Regions from separate parts of the Sus scrofa genome. Here region 1 is linked to region 2. The links are chromatin contacts, called in public HiChIP or PLAC-seq maps. All regions are on one chromosome and are shown on one strand. Each heading gives the region's core, a stretch centred on a gene start, on an enhancer-like site or on the middle of the called end of the contact. The rest is flanking DNA. Distances are from core to core; before and after follow the strand shown.

What was found. HiChIP or PLAC-seq counts read pairs in DNA pulled down with a chosen protein or histone mark.
Region 1: a contact with region 2 is called in an H3K27ac HiChIP or PLAC-seq map of alveolar macrophages. The contact joins the enhancer-like site here to the promoter of PIGH in region 2. A contact is called at or near these places in 1 of 5 promoter capture datasets (liver), 4 of 47 Hi-C or Micro-C datasets (embryonic fibroblasts, mesenteric adipose tissue, omental adipose tissue and 1 more) and 1 of 2 datasets of contacts at active chromatin or transcription factors (alveolar macrophages).

The regions. Positions count from the first base shown.
Region 1 is chr7:91,572,873-91,575,572 of Sscrofa11.1, reverse strand. It overlaps ZFYVE26 (zinc finger FYVE domain-containing protein 26), which reads left to right. Exons shown (of 42, transcript XM_021099396.1): 10 at 1,530-2,141. Among named protein-coding and RNA genes, the nearest start is that of ZFYVE26, 16 kb to the left of the region's middle. Within about 2 kb of position 1,437, at least 2 of the 83 cell types and tissues checked have an H3K27ac peak or open chromatin away from gene starts, as enhancers often do. A contact at or near this core is called in alveolar macrophages, where this site is marked.
Region 2 is chr7:91,315,037-91,317,736 of Sscrofa11.1, reverse strand. It overlaps PIGH (phosphatidylinositol N-acetylglucosaminyltransferase subunit H), which reads left to right and starts at 1,389. Exons shown (of 4, transcript XM_001928658.5): 1 at 1,389-1,671. The coding sequence starts at 1,492.

The sequences.
Region 1 (2,700 bases), core at 188-2,687, 260 kb before region 2:
GCTCCCGCAGCATATGGAGGTTCCCAGGCTAGGGGTCTAATCGGGGCTGTAGCCACAGGCCTACACCAGAGCCACAGCAACGAGGGATCTGAGCCGCATCTGCAACCTACACCACAGCTCACAGCCACGCCGGATCCTGAACCCACTGAGCAAGGCCAGGGATTGAACCCGCAACCTCATGGTTCCTAGTCGGATTCGTTAACCCCTGCACCACGATGGGAACTCCCCCAAATGCTTTTTTTTAAAAAAAACTCCAATCCATAGTAAAGAGCGTTTTATATCACTCTAGTCTACACTGGGTATGTAATTTCCACTTGTATGTGGGCATATGTGTGTATAAGTGATGTGTAGACTGAAATGAGTTTTGTACTTCCAGAGCACACTCCTAATTGTTTTTCTTTTTTATTTCATTTTTTTTCAAATACTGTCATTTAAGTCAGCGTCATGGGTCGCAGCCTAAAGTAGAAAGAATCTCCTGTCCTATTCTCTCATTTTTCTTGCCCTCTGTGACCAGAGAGCAGTCAGTTATCTCTCCCATGCAGCTTTGGAATAGACCTTGCACTCTAAGTGTGGTCGTTTTTAACCAGTGAGTATTTCTTAAAAGATCTAGGTAGCAGTGAGTGAAAACAGAAATTAAAGAGTAAGGAGTCTTGAAGTTCCCGTTGTGGCTCAGCAGTAACAAACCCGACTAGTATCTTGGAGGACTCCAGTTCAATCCCTGGCCTTGCTCCATGGGTTAATGATCCAGTGTTGGCCGTGAGCTGTGGTGTAGGTGCAGATGCAGCTTGGATCCTGTGTTGCTGTGGTGTAGGCCAGCAGCTGCTGCAGCTCGGGTTTGGCCTCTAGCCTTGGAACTTCCATACACCTTGAGTATGGCCCTAAAAAGCAAAAAAAAAAAAAAAAAAAAAGAGAGAGAGAGAGTAAGAAGTCTCCAGACTGCCTTCATTCTAGGAACTGAAATATGGAGTGCTCCTCAGATATGAGGAATGATGTAATATTAAAAAAAAAAAAAAAAAACTACAGAAACACAGGAGTTTCTGTTGTGGCTCAGCAGGTGAAAAACCCAACATACTGTTTGTGAGGATGTGGGTTTGATCCCTGGCCTCACTCAGTGGGTTAAGGATCTGGCATTGCCACACACGGCTGCATAGGTCACAGGTGCAGCTGGATCCAGGGTGGCTGTGGCTGTGGGGTAGGCCAGCAGCTGCAGCTCTGATTCAACCCCTAGTCCAGTACTTCCATATTCTGCAGGTGTGACCCAAAAAAAAAAAAAAAAAAGGCAGAAACAAAATAATGTGTTCAGTGAGCTGTACTTTTAATTAGGGAAACAAGAACTTTCTGCAAATCATGAAAAGACATGTCTCAATAGCCCCTCGTTCATCTGGCTGTAACTATGGTTCCCTGAGTCACTACAAGGAAATGAGTTAACGTTGGGAGACCGAGTTTGGCAAGTATCGTTTCTGATGTTTGCATTTTCTCTCTCCTCCTCTTTCTCTGCCCTCTTCTCTTAACACATGCTGCTTCTTCAGGTGCTTCAGGTCTCTTCTCAACATACCTGGCCAGGTGTCAACAGTATCTGTGCAGTATTCCTGACTCTCTGTGCCTGGAACTTCTAGAAAACATCTTCTCATTGCTCCTCATCACCTCTGCTGATCTTCACCCAGAGCCTCACCTGCCCGAGGACTATGCTGAGGAGGATGACGTTGAGGGGAAGGGCCCGTTGGGTTTGAGGTCCCCATCAGAGAGCCCTCAGCACGGAGCGCAGCCTGAGAGGAAGTCAGAGCAGGGTTCCCTGGGGGCCCCCAGGAGCCTGACCTACACAATTCCAAGCTGTCTGCAGGCAGAGCCAGAAGACACTTCCCCGGGGCCTCACGGACAGAGCTTTTTGGACCTAAAGCACTTTACTAGTGGCATCAGTGGGTTCCTGGCTGATGAATTGGCGATAGGGGCCTTCCTCAGGCTGCTGCAGGAGCAGCTAGATGTGCTGAGCAGCCGAAGCGCTCCTGAGAAGCCAAAGCTGCTCGAAGGCCAGAGCAGCTCTGGCAGCAGAGATGGACTGCAGAGCCGCCTGCACCAGTTCTCCAAGGTTCTGTCTGAGGCCCAGTGGAGGTTCAAGGTGGTGACCAGCAACCAGGGCTCAGGTACATGGAGATAAGAGAAAGGGAGGAGGGAGCCACATGCACTCGGGGCTTATCACCATAGCAACCTGTCAGCACTCTGGGTACTGCTCCATGTCTCACAGTCCCGTCCAGCTCTTTCCCTACCTGTTACCCCAGGAGCCGGGTCGAACCCAGATTGATCACTCTCAGAAGCGGGGGAGGGGCAGCATAGGGGTGGGGGAGTAGGAGGTACAAACTATTAGGTATAAAATAAGCTTCCAGGGGAGTTCCTGTTGTGGCTCAGTGGGTTACAATCCCAACTAGGATCCATGAGGGTGCGGGTTCAGTTCCTGCCCTTGCTCAGTGGGTTAACAATCTGGCATTGCTCCCAGCTGTGGTGTAGGTGCAGATGAGGCTTGGATCCTGCATTGCTGTGGCTGTGGTGTAGGCCAGCACCTGCAGCTCCAATTTGACCTCTAGCCCGGGAACTTCCATATGCCACAGGTGCAGCCCTAAAAAGCAAAAAAATTAAAATTAAAAAATTAAAATAAGCCACCAGGATATAATGTACAACACAGGGAATATAGCAATATTTTATAAT
Region 2 (2,700 bases), core at 140-2,639:
CTTTTTTTTTTTTTTTTGTCTTTTTGCCATTTCTTGGGCTACTCCTGCGGCATATGGAGGTTCCCAGGCTAGGGGTCGAATCGGAGCTGTAGCCACCAGCCCGTGCCAGAGTCACAGCAACTCAGGATCCGAGCAGCATCTGTGACCTACACCATAGCTCACGGCCATGCCACATCTTTAACGCACTGAGCAAGGCCAGGGATCGAATCCGAAACCTCATGGTCCCTAGTTGGATTAGTTAACCACTGATCCACAACGGGAACTCCAAATGTAAATATTTCTTGATCAATTTCACAAAAAACTGCAATAAGATTTACGAGTTCTTTTTGTTGGTTTTTTATTTTTTAATTAAAAAAATTTTTAGGGCTGCATCTGCAGTATATGGAAATTTCCAGGCTAGGAGTAGAATCAGAGATACAGCTGCAGCAACTTGGGATCCAAACTGCATCTGCAACCTATACCACAGCTCCCCGCAATGCTGGATCCTTAACTGACTGAACACGGCCAGGGATCGAACCCAGGTGTTCATGGATACTAGTCGGGTTCTTAACCCACTGGCCACAAAGGGAACTCCTTTGATGGCAGAAGGAAGGGATAATAATTAGACTCATCATCTTCCGCTCTTGCTAACCTCCCAGCCAGGATTTGTCTGCCTACTCAATGCTCCAGGCAGTGGTTTGGGAGAGAGGACACCTAGCCAGTGAGATCTAAACTCCTTACCAAGCCCTATACAAAATCCTCCTGGTTCTGACCGCTACCTACCTCCCAACAGCCGACTGCATTCCTTATGCGTCAGCCTCTCTGACCTTTTGATTCCTTCAATAAGCCGATCTTGTTCCAGCCTCGGGGGCTTTCTTTTTCCTGGTCCTCCTTCCTGGCAAATTTCTTCTCCAGACCTGCCTCAGACCAGTCTGGCACCTTATACTTGTAGCTCCAGTGTCTCATCTCAGAGGATGTCGTCTGTCCTCTTCAAAGTCCTCGAGTAGCCCTGCAGGTCCTATTATTGCCAAGAGCACTCTGAGATTATTTCCATATTGTTTCTCTTAATAGGAAGGAAACTACTAGAAAGCAGGGATTTTGTCAATACTGTTTACCGCTGTACCCCTTCAGCACCTAAAACTACCTTGCACCGGGATGAATGAATGAATGAATGAACAAATACCTGCGGGCTGTCTCCTTGGGCGTACTCTGGCTTAGAAATAGAAATCAGTTTGTTGGGCGAAAGCACATTAACAGCTGTTTTAATCTGCCCGCTGAGGCCTTGGCCCCCTTTGAATCTCTGGGGTAGATAATCTTCAAATCCCTCTGGGCCAGGGCGTGGAAAAACCTAAACCCGAAGAGCGTCCCTCCTGTCGGCGGCGGAACTGCGGCTGCGCGCAGCCGGGGGAGGGGCGTGGCCAACCCCGCTCGGGAAGCTCGCCCAGAGCCGGCGAGAGGACGCTGGAGGGCGCGCCAGACGCCGCGGCGTGGCCTGGTGGAGGCGAGCCGGCCATGGAGGACGAGCAGAGCTTCTCAGACATCTGCGGGGGCCGCCTGGCCCTGCAGCGGCGCTACTACTCCCCGTCCTGCCGGGAGTTCTGTCTCAGCTGCCCTCGGATCTCGTTCCGCTCGCTCACCGCAGTCACCTGCACCGTGTGGCTGGCGGCCTACGGACTCTTCACGCTTTGCGAGGTAAGGCCGGCCGGCCCCTTCCCGCGGGCCGGAGTCGGAGGCTCGGCTTTAGAAGGGTCTTGGGTTGAGCCCAGACCTCTCGCCGGACCCTCCTCCAGTCGCAGGGCTGGAGGGAGGGAACGGGAGGGTTCTGGGGACGCCATTCCGCTGCTGGACAGCTCTCCTCCTTAGGTTTAGTGACGTTTGTGCTCCTGTACTTTATCCCGCTCACGGGCCGCTGCTCTGCTCCCTGGTTCCACCCAGCATACAGATGGAGCTCGTCCTTGCACGACAGTCCAAAACATTAACTTCCCCGTGCTCTCTGTAGTCCACGCGCATGGTCATTCAGGTCCAAGAGTTCAAGAGAACTAAATGGATCGTCATCATCCATCACTTCCACTCCTCAGAGGAATCACTGCTAACAGTACCTTAAAGTCTTCTAGAAACTGCCTGTGCCGCCACAGTAATGTCTTTGCCTCCGTGTGTCTTTGCCTCCGCAGTTCACACAAGCAAGTTAAGAGTTTGATATAGTTCTTCCTAATCTCCTTTTCAAGGCAGCCTAACTCCTCCTCCTCCCGATCCCTTCCCCAAACTTAAATTGTGAAATTTTGGACATGGGTGGTTTCTATGCTCAGTTCTAGACTCATTCCCTTTTTCTGGGCCTCAATGTTCACGTCTCCAAAATGCAATTAATATCTGCCACGCCACTTTCACAGCATTGTGAGGGTCACATGTAGTGGCTTTGTGACAGCCCTCAAATAAAAGGAATCATCCTTATTGTTTTCTTCAGTAATTTAGTTTCGTATGTAGTGCCCTAAATTGAATGTATTATCCCAGGAGTGACCTAACTAGAGCTAAGTACAGCAAGGCTATTTATTTCTATAGTTTGGGTATTGTTTCCCATACTGCATCCATTAATTTGTACCAAATTGCATTGAAAAGCTTGTTTGTAAGTCACTCGAATTGGTTAAGTTGCCAGGACCGTCCTTCCCCTTCCGTAAAAAGATTTAATATATAATATAGCTGAACTTCAATACGAGCTTGAGCTCT